2 separate regions of the Danio rerio genome follow, and region 2 is linked to region 1. Evidence: chromatin contacts called from public Hi-C data. All regions are on one chromosome and are shown on one strand. The core of a region is the stretch at or near the end of the contact, and the rest is flanking DNA. Distances in the headings are between cores, read along the strand shown. Region 1 holds the start of anxa13 (annexin A13). Region 2 holds the start of gpr158a (G protein-coupled receptor 158a).

The links. Hi-C and Micro-C count contacts between places; a contact is called where the count stands out from the background.
Region 2: a Hi-C map of skeletal muscle shows a contact between it and region 1, with 3 times the contacts expected there. The contact joins the promoter of gpr158a here to the promoter of anxa13 in region 1. A contact is called at or near these places in 2 of 18 Hi-C or Micro-C datasets (embryo and skeletal muscle) and 2 of 4 datasets of contacts at active chromatin or transcription factors (caudal fin and embryo).

Annotation. Positions count from the first base shown.
Region 1 is chr24:6,566,148-6,571,754 of GRCz12tu, reverse strand. anxa13 (annexin A13) reads left to right here and starts at 1,797. Exons shown (of 11, transcript NM_131774.2): 1 at 1,797-1,819; 2 at 3,791-3,866; 3 at 4,032-4,126; 4 at 5,275-5,445; 5 at 5,601-5,607. The coding sequence starts at 1,805. The region is part of intron 7 of gpr158a (G protein-coupled receptor 158a); the gene reads left to right.
Region 2 is chr24:6,694,452-6,700,848 of GRCz12tu, reverse strand. It overlaps gpr158a (G protein-coupled receptor 158a), which reads left to right and starts at 4,091. Exons shown (of 8, transcript XR_012399680.1): 1 at 4,091-5,411. The region is part of intron 2 of LOC141380815 (a long non-coding RNA gene); the gene reads right to left.

The DNA of each region.
Region 1 (5,607 bases), core at 548-3,047:
GTTTATTTATCACAATTTACAATAAGGCTCTTAAAGCACTGCTTTGATAAATGTAGTGTTGTCATATTTCAAATACCTCAAGTAAAATGAAGTCATTTGTTTTATTTTTTTACTGACAGTGTACTTGTATTTTTTTACGTTTCTATTTTAGATTAAGATCAAGTGTAAAATAAAATCTACATGTGATGTACAGCTATTTAAGAATCAAATTTGCCATATTGTAAAGAAAATAGTGTAAAATATGTAAATAAAAGGCTAAATTTAAATCTTTTTACCATATACTTTAATTTAACCTTTCAAAGCTTAAAAATATATATTTTTAAAAATGGGCAAAAAGTGTCTCTATGGCCTTAAAGATTATTTGGTAGTTTTACCAGTGCTATTGAAAAAGATTAATTGTCATGAAAGGAAAAATTGACTATACTTCCTTTGTTAGTGCAAATTATACATCTAGCTATGCAAGCTAAGCAATCAAACCATTAAATTAGGTTTACACTTAAAAAAAGTGATTTCATAATGAAAATAAGATTTTTTTTCAAAAGTAACCAACTAGTACTTTTTAAAAGAGTAATTTGTACTTTTAACTAATATTAGTATTATTTACTAAAATTTTTGTTATTTTAGCAGTGTAATAGTATTTTTACTTGAGTACAAAAAAGATTTCACAAGGACTTAGTGCAGGTTTATTATATTATTAATATATGATTAATAAATATTATTATTAATGGTTTTTATTTGTATCTATTCCTATGCAGTGTTTAATGGGTTGCTGAGAATACATTTCAGGTCTTCAATACATAGCATGTCAGTCTTGGAAAAAAAAAATAGGTGCTGGAATTGACTTTCATTAGGCTGTGCCTGTATGAACCCTGTCATGTACATTTAACATTTATTTCAAGATTTGTCTGAAAGTGTATGAATATGACATATAGCCTATATTTATAAGGTCCAAGCAGCATTTCCAGCTTTTGATGAATAGGCTACTATGAATACTTTAGATTTAAGTACAGCAGTTTTCTTTTTACTTTTTAAGAACAGCGCCATTTTTTTATGAACTTTTAAAAGCACATTTTAACTAAAACTTTTTTTTTTATCTGCAAGCACAGTTAATGTTCAGACTATTTCAAATGTTTAAAGTGACTGACAATAATACATATTCTTACTAATAGGAAGTAATCTGCCTCGTTTTAAAACTGTGCACACCTGTAGCTGCTTAATTAGGCTTACGACGCTATTTTTTAATACTGGTTAAAAAATAGCGTCGTAAGGTGGTACTTGGAGAGACGATTTTTTTCCAAGGTGGTACTTGGTGAAAAAAGTTTGAGAACCACTGGGCTAGTTGATGCTTTTCATAATATTTTTCCGCTTAATGCCCAATAGAGGGCTCCCTTACTTCATTGTATACATTGTAAAGAAATGTTTTAAACAGGCAGGTTACTGTGTATCTCCTAATAAATGGGGAATTTGAAAACTAATTTAAATTATTTTCATTTAATTTTGCTATGTGTAAAAACACAATATAGCTGTTTTGAGGTTTTCATTTACTTTCTAAATGCTTAAAAAGTTGAATTGTGACACATATGCACATTTGTCAGAATTATAAATAGGCTGCTTACAGAAGCAACGCTGAACAATAATGTTTATTTTTCTAAATGCTCATTTTGGCTCTCATCCATGGGGCACGTTTACAATCCATCCCGTTATTCCCCTACGTGCTGACGTCACTTACAGAAACTATTGCGTGTGGCCTGCAGTTCGGACAGCGGTCAGATCATCAGATCATCAAAAACACCAAACTCTCATCATGGGAAACTGTCAAGTGAGTATTTCATTTCATTTTCTCTGCTAACGCACACTTTAGTGCGGTCGTAAATCGGTAGGTAACCGCTGTAGCATCTGCGCTGAGTTTACTACGGGACTCGTCGTCGCAAAGAAGTAATCAAATTAAAATCTGTCATATGGAGAAGGAAAGAAAACTGAAGGTTGAGACAAGCGAATAAAATCCAGTTATGATTTCTGACTCATTTGTACTGCGTTGTCAGGATGTTTTTGAGAAGCGCATCCTTTACCGACTGTGATTCGTCTCGTGTGTGTGTTTTTTTTTTCTGCCTCGTCTCCGGTTGTTTTTGTTTTCTTAAACGTTAAAACCAAATTGTTTGCTATTTAAATGTGTATACTGTTATATATATGATGCTGTAAAGGAAGGGAAGGAATGTGTCACAGTCCCGTTATGTCAATGAGTCAGAGGAAACGCTTTGGGAGGAGATGGTGGCAAACTCCGCTTCATATTTGCCTTTCGAGGGGCCTCCATCGGGCGGTACTGTGTGTTTGGACAGGGCGCTTCCTCCGAGCATTCCATGGCTTTTGTTAATATAGGGGGAGACTGACACACAAGCCTATTCAGTCGCTGGAGAGATTGTTGCTCAGTACAGATGTAAATAAAATGCAAATAAATCCGTTAAATCAATTTCAATCTGAAATTGTGGAATTTATTATTTTTCAAGAGTATTTATCAAGATAATTTTTCCAACACACAGGGGAGAGCGGGGACAAAAGTAAACAATTTTTAATAAAAACTCAACATTAAAGGATAATGGTTTTAGCAGAAATACATTGCTCTGGTGGTTATTACCTCCCAAAAGTGCTCTATCAAAATCCGGTGTTATTTTGGATCACTGTAAAATACGTCCAATATAACTTCACTTTAAACAAAAGTTGCACATTGTTACTTTTGACCCCATCAGCTGGGTCAAAAGTAATGCAACAATATTTGCTAGATTTACTGGCTTAATCTTGTTTATTTTAATTATATCTGGCCTTGTTAATGTTCACTGCAAATATATTATTATTATTATTAGTATTAGTATTATATATATATATATATATATATATATATATATATATATATATATATATATATATATATATATATATATATAAACAAAATAAATACACAAATATATTTATATATGCGATTAAAAAAAACATTTAACTGGATTTCCATTGTACATTTCAGCTCCATCAAATGTTTCTTAAACAACCCAACAATGCAATATGTTAATTTTCTACAATTTTAGAATATTTTTATAATATTAGAATATCTTTATTATTATTATTTGCAATATGCATTTTTTTTTAAAACATCTGAATCTAAATACTGCAAACTCTAATGTGGAAGTGAAAAATCATCCATGACTGTTAGAAGAAGGACATAAGAATCAGTTTTACTTTTGTCCCCTACAAGAACTCTTGCCATTTAAACCTCGATTTCATCAAGTAGGACATGTTCCTGGATTAACATCTACTGTATGTTAATCCTGGAACAACATTCCAATCAGCCAATCAAAGTTAATGGTTAGGTAAATGCACTTCTACATGATTGTTATAATACATAACTAATATTGCCCCTCTGATTTTGGGAATGATTTACTGTTATTGTTTGGTTTAGGGGTAGGGAATAGGTATGAATCACATTTTCCAACAAAAATGATGTTCTAGAATCAACATGGATGATAATCCAGGATAATCAGGTACTTGGAAAAATCAAGACGTGCATTCATCAAGCCTGGAATTCAGCATTTTCTAGACTCACTGCAGTAGCTTCTTTAGTTTCTTCCTGCTGTTCCCAGTTTTGTTTATTTGAACTTGTATAAATTAACTATTATTTTAAATTGTATATAATAATTAATAAAACAAATTCTGGGGTCTGAATAATTTTTGGTTTGACTAAGTATTTTACAATTATGACATTTGTAAGAATTCTGACTTTATATCTTCCTTTTCTTTTCAGCCAACAATTGTGCCTTATGAAGACTTTGATGTAATTGCGGACATTAAGGCAATCCGCAAAGCCTGCAAAGGTTTCGGTGAGACTCTTATGTGATTCTAAAATCCTAATAAGCATTCATTATGTCTGTCAATTACATCTCATTTGCAATTACAGTTTGACATTGTGTTATAGCTAGTCTGTTATTTGCATACTCTTTAAGTCACTAGAGTGTAATATTCTAACTTTCTATTTAATTTCCAAGGAACGGACGAGAAAGCCATCATAGACATCCTAGCCTATCGAAGTGCAGCTCAGAGAATGGAGATCAAGCAAGCCTACTTTGAGAAATATGATGACGTGAGTATTCGGAAAAGCAGTTAATGAAAATAAACAGTGGAGATCAAAATTACTGAGCAATCTACAACTTTGTAAACTTTAAGGTCACTGCTTAGACTTATTTAAAATTACTAACAGGATTAAAAGAGCAGTTTTCAAAGCATATGTTATGAGTTACATGTATTCTGAGGCACAGTATAAAAAGCTTAAGATATTTTTAAATGAGCACTAATCAATATTTGAAATGGGTAAATAAGCAAACTTTCAGATACCTGTATCTTGTGGTCCACAAGTTCACGTTAGTAAATAAAGCAATTTAAATATGCAAATATATTTGGGTCTTATCAGAAACATTGTATTTGTCATCATACTGGGAAAACCCTGAATTTTCAAAGAAGTGTGTACAGTAGTAGTCTGTGAGAGGTGGAGAGATGTCATGTTTTTGTAATGATGAGCCTACAGAGCTTCATGACAGAGTGAATGCAAATGTTTATCATAAGCTCCTTTGGCAACATGATATTTCTTCCCTGCTTTTATTGTCTGATTAACCAGCAAGTTTAATACATAAGACAATGAGATCCTGTCAAACAGCAAAAAAAGTAAAGCAGGCCTCTAAAAACTAGAAATACTGAAATAATGAAATGGCCAGCCCAGAGTCCTGATCCTGAACCTTATTAAAAATCTCAGGAATCTTTGGCCACAAAGTGATTTCTTCAGTAAGTCACTGAACTGTTAAGATAAGAAAAGAGAGCAAGAGTTGCTGTATCTCAAATTGATAAGCATGGTGCTAGCAATGTTAAAATTGTGGGTTTGACTCCTAGTAAAATCCAGACTTGAGTAAATGTGTATCTTCATCAAATGGAAGTCTCTTTGGATAGAAGTATCTACTGAATACTGTACATAAATGTAAAATCGTGGCAGAGCAGTGTAAGCAAGTGAGTAACTAGTGATATCCTTTTAACACAGATGTACTGAAGTCAAAGGAACGGCTCTACAAAATTTAAATCAGATTTATGTGCTTTGATTTTTAACTAACTTTGAGGAACAAAGTTTACTTTGTTTTAGAAAAACTTGTATGAAGTGTTTTTTAACTTTAATGTTCACTAAAGTAAATAGCATTTGTATTTTAAGCATATAGATTTGCACTCATAGATTTGTTTTCCCTGAAGGAGTTGGTGGATGTTCTGAAGAGTGAGCTGTCTGGGAATTTTGAGAATGCCATTCTTGCCATGTTGGACCCTCCTCACGTGTTTGCAGTTAAAGAGCTCAGGAAGGCAATGAAGGGCGCAGGAACAGATGAGGATGTGCTGGTGGAGATTCTGTGCACTGCTACCAATGATGTATGTCGGTTTGTTTTGAATTGAACATTTCCGCAAGTTCCTGTGAATGTGACCATTTCCAGAGCAGGGACAAATAGTTGTTCATGACTAATATGTTTTCCTCTGAAGGGATTTACATATTGAAATGAGTCATTTACTGTTTTGTTTTCTAACAGGAGATTG
Region 2 (6,397 bases), core at 2,842-5,341, 130 kb before region 1:
CCAGTACGCCATCGTGCTACAGACTGCAGTAAGCACATCTTTGCCATATTCTGACTTCTCAGGTAGTTCACTGGTTGTTGCCATGTCGTGGGCTGTCCCGCTGCGATAGTGACTGCGACAGCAGTAGCCTGGAAAGCCAGGTAAACAATGAATTAATCTTTACTGTCTCATACTACTACTTACTCTTTCATACATGAAGTACTGTCTTGGCTCTGACTGTTGACCACTGCCCAGTTCTTATTGCACCAGCTGTTCCTGCAGGTGATGGGTCCACATGAGGATGGTTCCATGTCACTCCTTCAGGCTGTACCCAGCCGGGATTCTAGTGGAAAGACCTGACCACAAGTCACTCAATCCCAATCCTGGCTTCAGGGATACAGCCAGTGTACTGGTGTGTTGTGCTGAAAAAGGAACTGAGGTACAGGGCAAAACTCTCAATTTACCAGTCTTTTATGTTTTTACTCTCTCCTATGAACATGAGATTTGAGCCATAAATGAAAGGACTAGATCACAGATATGAGTGGCCAAAATGATCTTTCTTCAGACGGTGGCAGGGTAAATTTTGCGATATAAGGTGAGAAGCCCTGTCACCTAGGTGGATCTCAGAGAAGAGCTACAGCTCTTTCACATTGAGAGAATTCAGTTAAGTTGACTCAGGCAGCTATTTTCTTTATGTAATATGCACACAGAGTATAATTACAGTGTACACTTGCAAAATACAGAATATTTATTTATTAATAGATATTCTTTTAGAATATGTAATAATTAAACCATGGATTCCCCCTGAAAATTGCATAAAATATACATTTTCTTAAATGTTTTTAAATAGATCATGAAAATTCAGTCATCGTTTACTCACTCCTCACTTGTTTCAAATCAGTTTTTCCTCTGTTGAACACAATGAGAAGAAATCTGGCAATCGTAACCATTGACCTTCATAGCAGCCTATTTGTTTTTCTGTTTTTCCTGAAGCTTTCTTAAAAAATACATTATTTGGTGTCCAACAATAGAATGAAACTCATAAAGGATTATAACTACTTGAGGGTGTACAAATGGTGAGTACATTTTTATCCCTTTAGGGGTGTATTGAAAGTGTTTTGTTTTATTTCTCACTCTTTGATAAAGTCCATTTCTTGCTTTGCATCTGGGAAATCACTGACCCTGAGCGGGTTGTGCGTGAAATATGATATGAGACTGTTCTCTGAGAGCCCATTGCTGGTCTGGACTGACAGCTGAATGACAGGGGCCTGGAATTCACAAAACTAAGGCACGGTTAAAGGCTGAAGTGACTCTCTCCACTAGCCTTCACAGCTGCACTCAACCATGCAGGAATAAAATATTTTTGGAACGGGTTAGAAGAAGCGAGTGTTGAAATAAGAGGGAGCAATAAATGTAGAACAGCTTTGTTTTTGCTTTGCAAACTTTCTAGAGATGTGACATCACTTACAATATGCTCAGAATAAAGCATGCAATGTTTCATGATGACTGTTAATAATTATATATGTCATTATGGACCAAAAATATAACAGAAACTCCAAAGATTGTGTTAAACGGAAATCTGCAGGCCAGGTTTATTCTGAAAATCGAGTCATGTGGACGTTTCTGGAGACTGCAAAATACATCCTGGATGTGATGTTTCAAGCAGTCAAGGCTGTTGAATATGACAATATATTTATGTATTGATCATGTATTTATTGGTATTGATTTTTCCTTTTTGATCATTCCTAAAAAAAATATATATATATATATATATATATATATATATATATATATATATTTTTAGCTAATATATAAGATAACAATATATATATATATTGTTTTGGGACAAAATTATTAGCCCCTTTAAGCTAATTTTTTTTTCTATAGTCTACAGAACAAACCATCGTTATACAGTAACTTGCCTAATTACCATAACCTGCTTAGTTAACCTTATTAACCTAAGTAAGCCTTTAAATGGCACTTTAAGCTGTATAGAAGTGTCTTGAAAATTATAAAGTAAAATATTATTTACTGTAATTATGGCAAAGATAAAATAAATCAGTTATTAGAAATAGGTTTCTAAAACTATTATGCTTACAAATGTGCTGAAACAGTCTTCCCTCCATTAAATAGAAATTTGGGAAAAAAAATAAACAGGGACGCTAATAAGTCAGGGGGGCTAATAATAATATTAATAATAATAATTATATATATATATATATATATATATATATATATATATATATATATATATATATATATATATATATATATATATATATATATATATATTTCAAAATTTATGCTGAATTGTTTCATAAATAGACATGCATACTGTATACATGTTTAATGACATAATTCAGAACCAAAAGTGCATTAAATAATGGGAAAATCAATAGTTTAAGAATTAATTTAAGTACTTTTGACAATGAATGGAAATCAAATGAAATGTTTAAATGAAATAAAATGTTGGAAATTAAAACAAGGAGTATGAATGATAATGAAATGACGACACTAATTAACTTTATTAATTTAGAGCAGACTAATGAACATTCAGTGAGAAAAATCTAAGAAACAACATTTATATATTGTTATTTAGAGCAGAATGTATGCCTTTTTTGTTTTAGCTTAATATTAATGTCCCAATATTACAAAACATGATGTGCCACTGCAAGAGGCTGAGAAAACAAGTCAGACTTTTAATCTATACTGAAAACTTCTCTAAATGACAACGAAATAATTTGCAACAGGAACCAAGTTGACATAGGTGAAGGATGATCAATATTTCATAACATCATCAAATGATTGCATCATTTATAATGTGCACACATTTTCATTTACGCACATACAGTATGATTCAGGTATATTTCTATGAGGAGCTTTGTCGAGCTCGAGCCGTGTACCTCAGCAGACAGTGATGGCATCATCGATTGTTTGTATGTGCCGTTTCAATTCATTTGGACGCTTGAGTCATTTGCGCCCCTGACGCACGCGTTTAGATTTCGCTTTGAACATCTCATTGTTTACAGATCTGGATTAAACGCTCGTGCAGTGATGATGACTCATATTGCACCATGATTCACATCCTCACGCAGTCGCATGCATTCCTCCTGTGCTGTTCGCTTCACTGCAGTATTTCCTCCAGCGCGCGACAAAAACAGCGCTGCGCAAACAGCTCTCTCTGCATGTTTAACTCAAGAATGGATGTCACAACATCGGCTTGTATATAACCTTGTTTTTAAAAACGCGTTTTGGAACTGTGTAAAACTTGATACAGCGACTTAAACGCGCCTAGTAACAGAGACGCGACGCAAAGGTTCAAACGTCAGTCTGACGCATATCTACAAAGACTGAATGACAGCACAGACGCGGTCAGTGTGAAATGTGTGTTGTGTGAAGGCGCGTTAATAAAAACAGACGGAAAATTATGAAAAAAAAATCACACAAGTATCTCAGTTTAACTTTCTATTCGCGCAGAACGCTGAACATACAACGCGACACGACGCAACGCTACCGAAAACGCCTGTCTGACGCATATGTCATATATCAACAAATAAAGCACAGGTGCGCAACAGAAACCGTTATAAGCAGCTGATGCCGTCTTAATAACGAGACGGCCATAAAAATATCAGATGGACACGACCACACAGAAGAAAAAACGTCCAGCTCATAATTTAACCTCGACATTAAAGCGTTTATCTCAAGCAATGCATCTTTTAAACAGCTTCGTCTTGTTGACGTTTATGCAGTAGGAGCCTTTATAAATGTACTCCTTCCCATCGAGCGTCTATTTTTGCCGAAAGCCGAGAACTTAATGTGATTTATCGCCCCTTTTTTTCAATGTATGTTTTTTCTTTCCCTTTCAGTACTGGATAGCTCCTTCAGTGTTACAAACACGCCCTCCGTCAAATGACTGACAGCCGAAATGACCATACACCAATCAAGGGCACTTTCCCAAACCCTATAAGGTGATGAAGAAGACGGGATGTTAGTAGTGTTGGGAAGTCCGACTCATTTCCGCGAATCGGTTCTTTCGAGCAGTTCAGATCAGAGCAGCCGATTGGTTACGGATTTGCGAACCGGTTTAAAGAGAAGCACCGACTCACTAAACGAGTCCTTCGTGAATCGGGCATCACTAGATGTTATAGCAAATGGTTTCTGTCGTTCTCATGCTTTAAGACTGGAGTGGAGGAAAGAGGGCGGAGTGTGTTTGTCATCCAAGTGTGAAGTACTGACTCCCTGGCTCCGAAAAATAGGATTTTTTCTCCTTCTCATATTCGATCACGTCTGTTGTGGTCCAGCATCATATTGGGAGGAGAGCGTCGGGGATCCTGCACATCTGCCGCGCTCCCGCGACGAGATACAAAAGCAAACCAGCATCACTTACACAAACAACACTAATGTATCTGAGGGGAAGGGGATTACCGATGCGATACATGTCTTCTGGACGGGAGTAAAGTGGCAGCAATGCGCGAAAATCCACAGGTGAAGATGCTGTGCTGATTTGATTAATTCCAGCTGTGATTTCTCGCCTCAGATTTGCTCAACTGACGCTGGTAAGGTAGAAGAGCGGGATCGAAGGATATGGCCATAATCCGGATATCGTTACTCTTGCAAGTGGGATTTGTTATAGGATCAAATTATAGATATGTGGAACATGACCGGGACCTGAAAGGAAAGCTGCCCATTTACAACACGCACAGCAACCAGCACGCGCACCTCCGGAAGCCCCATTCGGGTTTAGTGCAGAAGATCGAGGAGCAGGTACCCAAAGTAGTGACTGCGTTTCTGCACACGGGGGATTCCTCCACCTTAAAGCACGCCAACTGCTCCAGGAGATATGAGCTGGCGGTGTTGCGGGGAAGGACGCGCGGAGACGCGCATCACTCCATGCGCAGCGTCCTGGACACGGTCCTTCACGCCACAAACTTCCTCAACATGATATTACAAACAAACCGATCCAGAAATCACAGCCCCAGACATGCAGACATGGAGTGGTACAACGCGCTGGTCAGGAGTATCCTGGAGGGAGACCTCAAGATCCACCGAGCGGTGGTCACCTTGAGCACAGAATCCCCTCCTGAAGGACCACCTGTTTACCTTCAGGCTACACGGGCAGGTGGAGAGATCATTCTGCAGGATTTATCCAACATTACCCATCGGATGTTGAGAAACAGAACGGCTGACACCGAGTGGTATCATGAGCACAAACATAAAAAGAAGACACATCTGCAAAAACGAGTGCTGAGTCAAGATTTTGCCTCGTTTGACGCGTCCGTGCGCAGTGGAGAAAGTTATATTACCGAAAAAACTCAGATACACTGGTCAGCTCCGTACTTGGAGTGCGAGAATGGGAATTTCATACCCAGATGGCTCTTGACACTGTCAGCTGGCTTCTATGGCCTTAAACCCAACAGGAACCCAGACTTCAGGTAACTTTGTTTACATGGGGAAAATGGATTTTATGGGGGTTTATTTGTATCATTTATTTGCAGATTATACATATAATATGCTATTAAGATGAATAATATGCTCAGTCGAATAGTTTTTTAGTAAAATAAGATTTATTTATTTATTTTATTTATTTATTTATTTATTCATTTGTTCATTTAGCTTTTTTCTTTCCCAGAACACATTTTTTTAAGTACTTGACAGAAAATGCATATTTCAATGTGCATTTTGGTTAAAATTGTGTCTCAGACTAATGTCTCTTATTACATAATCACAAAACCCCCTATTCCAGCAAAAATAGTCATTTGTTATAGTTTTATTATTCACGTGTTTGCGTTTTGTGCTCTGGATGTTGTTGGTTAGTATGGCAAAGCATCACTGCAGGTGTAGAGAGTGCTTCTAAAAATAACCCATGCCGGTTGCATAGCAAGAAACCCCTTGGCCCCCGAACAATCAGCTCAATTCTCAATATACAACCACAGTCATTGGAGATGTTTGGATTGATCTGGTTAACGTGGTGGAGAGATGCTGTGTACAAACATCCTTGACTCTTTTGAAAGATGTGTTAAGGGCCGCCGGTTACTCTATGGAGCTCAGAGAACAGGAATAAGGCTGTTTCCTGTTTACTAATTAATCCCACAGGTACCAGCACCATAGACATAGGTTTTAAAGCTTATATTGTGCGTTACCAACTGGTCCTTCAGCAAGAATTCGACATTTATTCAGGTGAATTGTTTATGATTTAAATGCATGGCAGTGATAGACTTAAAGGAAAAGTTCACACAAAAATTACAAATCTGTCATCATTTATTGACCCTTTACTTGTTTCTAACATTTATGCGTTTCATTTTCTTCTGTTGAACACAAAAGAAGATATTTTGAAAAATGTTGGAAACCTGTAACCATTAACTTGCATCATGTTTGTTTTTAAAAGTCAGTTTTGGAAGTCATTGGTTACAGGTTTGCA